Linked DNA regions of Mus musculus: region 1 is linked to region 2. A link is a contact called in public HiChIP or PLAC-seq data. All regions are on one chromosome and are shown on one strand. The core of a region is the stretch at or near the end of the contact, and the rest is flanking DNA. Distances in the headings are between cores, read along the strand shown.

Region 1 (5,096 bases), core at 1,125-3,624, 1.0 Mb before region 2:
AAACAAACTTGAATATATAATGCAAAACTACAGGCTGTGTGATCTGAGAACATAACCACACAGACCTAAGTTAACCAACAGACTGGGAATGAATGGTTCTCTGATCATTGCTGTATCTTCAAAGTACTAACGTAGATCCTCACTTGAGAAACACCCTTTAAGGAACACCCTTCCCAATGGCCTAAGATCAAATTTACTATGCAAAAATTTACATGAAGGAAGTCAAAGAAATGTATTTCTGAATGGCAAAATGATAGGCCTGAATCAGATATTTCTGAATTCCAAACTCACAACTACACCAGTTCTCCCGAATAAAAGGATAATTACAATACCTACCTCACTAGAACCTAGTTAGTATTAAATGAGATAATGCTAGTATATGCTAACATAATGTTAATCCTGTAATAACTACCTCAATCAATAACCTTCAAAAATAATTTAAAAGGTTGATTAAAAAAAGTTTAGGGGAAGGGGGAAAAAAAAGTTTAATGTCCAAACAAAACTGTCTTTACCCCCAATTAAGGGAAGAAAAAAATAGCAGAAAAATAAAATATTTGGGGCAGATAAGATGGCTCAATGGGTAAAGCACCTGCCACACAATCCTGATGACCTAAATTCAATCCTAGGAACCTATATAAATGTGGAGAGGGACAACCAAATCCACACAATTGTCCCCTGACCTCTAAAAAAGTACCAAGGCACCCATGTGGCCCCCCCACATATCCTACAAACAATAAGAGTTTTATTTTTCTTTTATAGGTACAATCTACCTATATAATTTTGAGATCACTGAAGATATATCAAAGAAATATTTGTAAGTTTTTAATAGCAGGCCAATATTGTCAATGTACTCAAAACTGAAAAATAAATATGGGAAATTCAAGATCTCTTACATGTTTTTTAAAATTTATTTATTTCTCTTGCATGTTTTTTAAATTCAGGATGGGGGAGTTGTTTGGGGTTCTGTTTTGAGAATTGCAGCCCTGGCTGTCCTGGAAATGTCTTACGTCCACTAGGATAGACTCAAACTCACATAACACCACCTGGCCCGGCATTGTTCTAGGACTCTGTTCTGGGACTAAAGGTATGCACCACCACACCTGCCAGTTCAGGATTATCAATATGCACAAACACACTACACAATAAGGTCATAATGCTGGATACAAAATTTTATAATCAAGTAATTTTAAGTACAGAAATAAAAGGAAAGCAAATTACCTTTGTACAATAAAGCATCCAAAGTTCAAAGAGCCTCTCTCTGGCTGCCATTCTGGCTTTCCACTCTGGTACTTTAATATTTCCTCAAAAAGACGGTTCAAGACCATATCATATTACTTTATTTTCCAAGTTTATCAGCCGTTACAGTAAAGCTCAAAGCAGTGGAATAAACAAAAAAAAAACAAAAAAAAAAATTCGTAGAACAAATAAGACTGTCTCAGGTCAATAAGGGTCAATTTCAGCAACTACTCCAACACTTCTTCATCAGGGGTAGCTGGTCTCGTAAATAGGTCTGTGAAATACAAAAATATCCTAAGTTTTTTTAAGCCACATTTGAAAAAAAAAAATCCAGATATCCGTCTGCCTTGATCACCCCATTCAAAGGGATAAATTTTTAATGTGATTAGATATTCCAGAAACTCCTGTTTGGCACACCACGACTAATGATCAACATAAAATACTAAAACCTTCCAGGCAGATTCACAACCAAAACTGCGGTAGATGGGAAGGAAGACGGCTCCCTACTCACGCCTTCCTTTAACCAGGAGCACAGATCAAACACAACAAATATCCGAGATTTCTCGCCAGCTTCTTAAAAGTTGCTGGGAATGTTTGCTGCGTTGCAGGGCAGGGCGTGGGGGGAGGGCCCGAGGAATTCCTGGTTTGTTTGTTTTAACCATCCACACAGCGAAAGTCATCCTGCCTACCTGGCTTCCACCTCTCCACCCAAGAAGAAAGGGGCTCACACACCGTGGCAAGGACCACCTCCCGTGGGACGACCCCAGACCCCGCCTCGCAGCAGTCCGGGGACCTTTCCATTTCCTCCCTGCGTCCCCGTTACGAACAAGAGAGACAAACGTCAGGCGTGCCAATCAACTTCAGAAGCGCGGCCCGGAGCGCTCTGGGACCCAGACCCGGGACCCACGCCAACCGGCCGCAGCCAGACCCGCCCGGGCCGGCCGCGCCCCCTCGCCCGCCGCCGCCGCCCCTCAGGCTGCAGCCCTGCGCCGCATTCCCCCGGGCCTTCCCGCCCCGCGGCAGCCTCCGCCCGACCTCGGCGTCCCCTCACCACGCTCACAGGCCCGCCGGCGCCACCCCGCCGCGGGCTAACTTGCTGCCCTCCGCCCTGCCCGCGGCGAAGCCCCGTGTCACCCCGAAGCCGGGCGGGAGGCGGAGGCGGAGGCGGGGTAGCGCCGACGCGGGGTGGGAGGAGCCAGGGGCGGAGCAGCCCCTGGGCTAATCATTCCGGCCTCTGGGGATTTACCCGGCCCTCCGGCAGCCGCTCCTCGAGGGCCGCTCAGCCCCGAAGCCCCTCCCCCGGCATGCCTGCGCAGCCGCAGTGCCCTCGCTCAGGCTCTGAAAGCGGTCGGAGCCAGCCTGGGCATTCCGGTCAGTAGTCACCCAGCTGGACGTGAGGGCCGACGTGCTGACGTCGCTCCCCGCCCCTGCTAGGTGGGGCGGACGGAACTTTCCTCGCCTGGCGGCGCCTCTGCGAATCAGCTGAGGACCGGCGACCCTAGGGCGTCTCGAAGGGATCTCGATTTGATTTCTTTGTAGAAATGGGATTGGTCCTGGGACAGAGCTCAAAAGCGAAAAAAGAAGAAAAGAAATCTTTACCTGTTCTGGCGTCGTTGCCTTTGTACTGTCACTGCCATTCTGTGTCTGTTCCAAGGAGACTGCTGTACGGAATGAGTTCCGTCTTTCAGAAAAAGAAGCAAAAGGCAGTCTTATTAGCTGCACACACTTTCTTAAGGTTGTTGTTGTTGCTATTGTTTTAAGAGAGGAGAAAAGCGTAAGATTAACCTTTTAAATCTAAACATTTAAGAAACTATTGTGAAATTTTACAAACATATAAAAAAATCAGTTTTAGAGCAGCTTAGCATCTGAGATGCCCTGTGTTTGATTCCTAACAAGCACACACAAGGAAACAAAGTAATAAAATGAACTTCTATATGTAATCACTAAGCTTCAGAAATAATCGAAGCCACCCTGAAGAAACAGGTCTGTGATCTAGCACTTAGGAGATGGAGGGAGAGAGATCAGGAGTTCAGCGCTGACATGGGCTACCTAGCAAGTCTGGGACCAACCTGTGCCGCATGAGACCTTGCCACAAAAGAAAAGAAGAAGAAAGGAAAGGGAGGGAGATGACTTGCTGTGCAAGCCAGACCTCCTGAAATGCAAGATGGAGACTGGAGGGCCAGCGAGCCCTGGCCACAAACAAGAGACCCTAGCTCACTAAATGGAAAGCAAGAACCTACTCATGAAAATTATCCTCTGGCATATACACATGCACAATAGATAAATAAATGTAAAGCTACTAATGCCATCATGGGGGTTCACTATGTGACCTTTATTTTTAAAATATACTAATGCCCCCACATGCCCTGTGTGCGTCCTTGTGCCACATATGTTTGTATACCCTCTGAGGCCAGAAGATATCTTATCCCTGGGAGCTGGAGGTCTGGGTGGGGGTGGGGGCTCCTGACATGGGTGCTGGGAACATTGTCTTGTGTGCTGCAAATGCTCTTAACCACTGAGCCATCTTCCAGCCCTTATCTATTCTCGCTTATTAGATTAATCTACAAGTTTTTCTTGTCAAGAATCACAGGATAAATAATTCCGTTTTGCAGACCATGCAGTAGCTTGGATATCAAAGGTGAAAGTAAATTTTGTGATTCTGTCACCAAAATGTAGAGTTCCCGTTATCCTTCACAACAAACATCAATGAGTAGAGGACGGGAATTAAATCATTAAGCTTCAGTAACATTATTTAAAAACCCTGTGATCTGAGGAGACAACTGATTAACAACAGCCTATTCACTTACCTTCTGATCTCCAGCCAGTTTGGCTGGAACAGAGTGGAAACAGAGGCAATCAATCATTCCAAAGTTTATACTCTTCCTTCTCTGGTCAGGTGGGCAGCCTTGTCTCTGAGATTCTCAGTGTTGGAGCTTCTTTGTCTGCTGATTCTCTCTCTCTCTCTCTCTCTCTCTCTGTGTGTGTGTGTGTGTGTGTGTGTGTGTGTGTTTGCCTCATAGTCTCAAAAGCACAAAGCCCTGTATTCCTCCCTAGGATCAACTGGGCTAAGGGTTAACACAAAACAAGCAAACCATTAGCAGTGCTGAGCTAGCTATTTACAATGTGTGCCTGAAGACTTCTTTCTGTGATATGAAGAACAAATGTGCCTTTATAAGGTTTGAAAGGCCTCTTCTCCCGTTGATATGTGAGTGTTAGATGAAAGTTTTCTTAACACTGCCACACCTGTTCACCATTGCCCTTAGTTACTTTCACTCCATCAGGACAGAGTTAAGAACAAGTTGTTTGCAAAGTATACCTTCAAAGTTCCTTGGCTAGCTTTGGGACAGAGTTTCACTATGTAGCCTTGGCTAGCCTGTAGTAACTTGCTAAGTAGACCAGGCTGGTCTTGACCTCATAGAGATCTGTACACTTCGGCCTCCAGAATGCTAGAACTCAAAATATGCACCACCACAGTTGGGCTTCTTTGTTTTTTTAATTTGTAGATTTTATTTTATGTGACATGAATGTCTGTGTACTCACATACCCCTGTGTGTTCCACCTATGTTAGTGCAGTGCCTACAGAGGGTATCCTTGGGGCTGGAGTTGCAGACAGGTATTAGCCATCATATGGGTGCTTGGATTGAAGATCTTCTGGAAAGCAGCGTTCTCTCTAGCCCCTCCTTCAGCTTTTTATACAAAAACTACTCTTTAAATTGTACTTTCTTCTTTTGCTGTCTAGCACTGGTCTTCTTCTTCTTCTTTTTTTTTTTTTTTTTTTTTTTTTTTTTTTTTTTTTTTTTTTTTGGTTTTTTGAGACAGGATTTCTCTGTATAGCTCTGGCTGTCCTGGAACTCACTCTG
Region 2 (5,015 bases), core at 221-2,720:
AGGCGAGCGCAGTGGCCTGACTCATGGGAAATGACTCAGCAGGCGGCAACTACTTTTGAAAAGGATCATGATTTCCGAGCTACTTTATAATCAAGACAAGCATTTGTTAACATACTGTTTTGGAATGTTGGCTGTAATGTAACAGCAGTTTTCATAATAAATGACATTCATCTCTACGAAGCTGTTCTATGACTGTGGAAGAAATGACATGGGGCAGACTGTACTTTAAAGAGTGCTCAGTTTACAGTATTCTTTCTCCACATTGTAATCCATGCCTCAGACCTCAGGAACCCCTGGGGTTTTTAATTCACTTAACTACTAGCCAATTTCTGGCAAAGAGCAAGTTAATTCTGATCCCGATAACCCAGAGACAAAGGTCTCCAAGGAAAACTGCTGCTGTGAGTAAGACAGTTGTGGGCTTTGTTTTTGTTTAGGGAAGGGCTAGAGGAACAGGTTTAGGAGGATAGCACTGTCCGCATCTCTCCGCCTACCGTCTTCTGCCAGGCCGAGCTGCTCCCTGTGGAGAGGGACCAACTCTTTCTCATTTCGCATATTTTTAGTTTGTGAGCCAAGACACAAATGCCAGATTTGGCTAGTAAAGCCAAAGTAATTGAACACCTACCTCCTTCAGAGAAAGATCAGGAGGGGCTAATAGTGGGAATGGATGGAAACTTGGACAATAGGACCAGAGAAATTCTCAAATGGCAGCATGCCATCTCACATCTCTGAGAACCCGTTGCAATTCAATCTTCTAATTTCAGTTTTAAGAGAAGCTGCCTAACCACTGTATTTTCCTCATTCTACACAGTTCTTGAGTTGCAGCTTAAAACAATAAATTTTCATGTGTGTGTGGAAAACCCTAAATCTCCAGGCACTGTCTGTGACTAGAAATACCAGCACCTATGTAACTCACAGCAGCCCTCAGCAGTGCCAGTCTGGGGGCTCCCTTTCCCTATCGGTGAATAGCTATAGTTTGCTGTGTCTGCGCTGGGACTCCAACCCAGAGCTTCCCGACTTTCCTCTACTCTTTCCCACTGCCTATGCCCCGCAGATGTGTTCTGCATTAGGCCTTGAAAAGCTGAAGTTAAGAAAAGTAAAAGCCTCTGGTGGGTGTAGTGGCACACCTTTGTAGTCTGAGCCCTTGAGGGTGGAGGAAGTTCAGTTATCCTTGGTTATACACACAGTTTGAGGCTACCGGGGCTACATAAGACTCTGTCTCAAAAAAAAAAAACAAACTAAAAGTAGGAAAGATTTGAAGGGGGGCGATTGGTGTTTGTTATCTGGAAACAGTCAACAGAAATATTAAGGGCTTGTATGGGAGTGTAGTACTCATGTGAGAGAAAGCTCACTGTGGTGGAGGATAATGTAAATGAGATGTTCCCTTGCAGGGACAGCTAGGGCTGCTGCGGAGGCTTAGAAGAGGTCCAGGGTTAGCCTGCAAGGGCAGGATTATGCCAAAGAGGATGCACAGAGCTTTTCTCTAGAGCATCAGGTGACTGGCAGCTAGCAGCCTCCTGGTGCTTCCTGCTTGCTTCTCTCTTGCCAGGAGCAACACTGTGTTTTCATCCTTGCAGGTAAGAGTCTGCTCGCAATGCCGCATTTCCAGAAGGCACCAGCAGCAGCTACAGATAATCGTGGGTAGTCTGTGTTAAAGTGGTTGACTGTCCTACAGTACCATCTCTTAAGCGTGGCACAGTGCGTTGTCAAAGAGTTCAAGTGAAACTGTCCCATCTTCTGTGAGGGCCTTGGATGCAGAGGAAGCCAGCAGGCCATTTCTCAGGGAGGGTTGCATATGGGCTTTTTCAAGATTTCCATATTGAAAAATACTTTAGAAAACAAGCCTAGTGGGTAAGAGGTCAGGACTTTGAATAGCAATTGTTTTAAAGCAGAAGGAAATGCTTTAAATGTTTTAATTATAATGTTTAATTACAATTTAATTGTGTGTGTGTGTACGCTTGTGTGCAAGTGTGCGCGCATGCGTTTGTGGAAGCCCTGGTGCTTGTGGAGGTCAGAGAACAACTGAAAACAGCTCCCTCCTACCATGTGGGTTCAAAGTCATCAGACTTGGCAGCGAATGCATTTCCTGCTGAGCTACCCCAGAGACCCAAAGCTGAATTTTAAGGTAATGCTGCGTACATTCCAGGTATTCATGGTGACCACTTGCTTTATAACACAGTTTTTAATTGCCTTTTCTTATTCCCTACCTCTTTACCCTATAAATCACCTGTCTAGAATCCTTCATTCTGGCGCAATTCAAACCAAGGCACTTAAACACATAAGGTTATTATTTAAATCCACATAGTGCCCCACCAGTAATAAAAAGGATAAGGTAAAGAAAGATATAGCTTAGCTGGTAGAATGCTTGTGTGGCATATGTGAAGTCCAGGGTTCAGTTCCCAGCACCACATAAACCATTTGTGGTCACACATGCCTGTCACACAACCCCAGCCCTTGGGAGGTGGAGACCGGAGGATGAGAGCATCTGGTGATCCTTGACTAGAGAGAAAGTCTGAGGCCAGCATGGACTACATGGGACTCTGTCACCAAACAAACAGGAAACCAACCAAAAGCAAGATAGCTGAAAACAGCTCCCTCCTACCATGTGGATACTGTGTATTTAAGCGTGTGAGTGTGGATAGATAGCACAGAAGCACACATGTGAGCCTACACAAAACCCTGAAAGGATGTAGCAACTTTGAATGCAGGAGTAAATAGACTCCAGGAGTGCTGTGCTGTAGTGGTTTCCTGAGTCACAAGCAGGATTAGCGCTGATAGAATGATTTTCTGATTTGGTAGACTACTTGGTAAGGTTTAATGTGCAATGTGTTAATTCTTCAATTATGATGGTAGCGTTTCTTCAAATTTATTGGTTTCTTGCAAACTATTTTGTGTTTGTAAGAAGAAACTTTGTTTGTTTGTTTGTTTTTGTGTTTTTTAAGACAGGGTTTCTCTGTGTAGCCCCAGCTGTCCTGTAACTCGCTCTGTAGACCAGTCTGGTCTTAAACTCACAGAATCACCTGCCTCTGCTTCCTGAGTGCTGGAATTAAAGGCGTGCGCCACCACTGCTTGAAAAGTTGAGTTATACATTCAGGTCATTCTGGGGTTGATTTATGTTTGTTTCTTCAGTGACATGAAGTTAGACACTTGCACATTCTGCAGGGACAGTGATTATCTATCACATAGAACAAGTTCTAAGCCTTTCCCTGAGACCCCTACCTTCCCTTTGCCCTTGCCTCCTTCGCCCTGTCCTCATCCTGCCGGCTGAGGTATAAACATGACAGCTGGAAATGCACCATCTTGGAGCAGATAGATGAGTGCTATGTGCACCCCAGGGCTGGGCCAGGGTGCTGGTGAGCCTTTCACATGAGGCTGACCCAAGTCTGGATGGTCTCTGCCTCAACACTGTCAAACAGGCAATGCAGAAACTTCTATTCCACCAGGCCACTCATTTTGGATTTCATTTTGTGAGAGTAAATAAATCTAGAGCAGTGTTTTTATTTTTATTTTTTTAATTAAGTAGTTTAAATTGTTTGCTATAGATGAGTATTGAAATTGATAGGGTAAGATACAATGAGCTACCTACCATGTGTTTCAATCTATGCAAAATGTCCGAGAGACTGTCATCTAGGATTTAGACAGGTTGTAAGGTGGAGCAGAAAGGCTGTGTGGGGAAAAATAGCCAGATCACTGTTACATTGTCTCCAGGTTAGAAGACTATGCCAGGACAGTAAACTGTCACAGAGTTCATCCAGGACAGTATACTACCTGTGTCACAGAGTTCCATACAGTCGCCTAACAGGAATTGTGCAACTGATCAGCAAGCTCCATGAAGAACCACAAAGTGCCATATGCAGAATGGAGCATCAGGGTGTGTTCAGGCCAGGGAGGCCCTCTGAGCCCTCACCAGTGTGTAATTCACCCAGGCAAACAGATGGAAAGCAGGTAGATAAAACAGGACATGTCCGTTATTGTAAGAGATGGATGGCCTGCTGAGATGGCTCTGTGTAAAGGCACTTGCCCGCAAGGCTGACAACCTGAGACTGGTCCCTCTGACCCACATGGTGGAGGAGGAGAACTGATTCCTGCAACCTATCCTCTGACCTCTAAGCTAAAATGAATTATACACATGTGAGTGTATGACTGTGTATGTAAACAATTTAAAACAATGTATTATAGACGAAAGGTGGGGTAGGGGGATGTTTGTGGGAGAATAGTTTTCTCTTTCACACAGCTAGGAACAGCTGATTTGGAGAGGAATATCATAGGACAAGGCTGTTGTACCTGATGCACATCCTAGTGTGTGTGCCCTAGTGCTAGGCTTGCAGAATATTGTTGAAAATATGCTCCAGGGTGCTGAGCACCGGCTGCGGTGGCTGAGTGACAATACGCCGTCTGTCGATCTTCGTCTTATTCCTGACTTCCTTTCCAAGCTCCAGCAGGGAGGATGAGACAGTCTGACAGAGGAGCAGAGCTGACCAATGAGGACAGAGCTCTTCCCACGCCACCTGATCCTGAGAATGGTATGTGTCTCCAGAGTTCCTTCCTAGGCCAGAAGAGATGGTTGGTAATATCTGAGTATGTGATCAAGCACACAGGGTGGCTTGCCTTCATCCTCACAGGGAGCTTCTGCACCTTTGTCCACTAGAGCCAGTGTTGATAGTTCTGCAAGCCACTGTCAGTGCAAGGAAGACATTGCCACCAAAGGGTCAGAGCCCCACCAGGCCACACTGGTTTATAGAAAACTCAGAACTGCACAACTTGTTCGCATCCAAAGTAACAGTTAAAAGAGATTTTTTTTTTTAATAATGAAAAAGGCAATGATTTACTCTACATGATGTTCCTTTACTTGGTAAACGATTGATAGTTATATCAGGAAATTTAATGAAGGAATGAATGGCAGAAGGTTCATTGAGTGAGGATGCTAGTGACCTGAGTCAGAAGGCGAGAATCAACTCCCTCAAACTGTCCTCTGACCTCCACATGCTAGCTAAGTAAGTAAAAGTAAGTAAAATCTA

Evidence for each region. HiChIP or PLAC-seq counts read pairs in DNA pulled down with a chosen protein or histone mark.
Region 1: a contact with region 2 is called in a FOXA1 HiChIP or PLAC-seq map of pancreatic cancer cells. The contact joins the promoter of Nbeal1 here to the promoter of Mpp4 in region 2. A contact is called at or near these places in 1 of 39 promoter capture datasets (liver) and 1 of 115 datasets of contacts at active chromatin or transcription factors (pancreatic cancer cells).

Annotation. Positions count from the first base shown.
Region 1 is chr1:60,177,877-60,182,972 of GRCm38.p6, reverse strand. Nbeal1 (neurobeachin like 1) reads right to left here and starts at 2,374. Exons shown (of 55, transcript NM_173444.2): 1 at 2,288-2,374; 2 at 1,219-1,510. The coding sequence starts at 1,269.
Region 2 is chr1:59,158,091-59,163,105 of GRCm38.p6, reverse strand. Mpp4 (membrane protein, palmitoylated 4 (MAGUK p55 subfamily member 4)) reads left to right here and starts at 1,470. Exons shown (of 22, transcript NM_145143.3): 1 at 1,470-1,574; 2 at 4,431-4,520. The coding sequence starts at 4,445. Als2 (alsin Rho guanine nucleotide exchange factor) reads left to right here. Exons shown (of 34, transcript NM_028717.6): 34 at 1-350.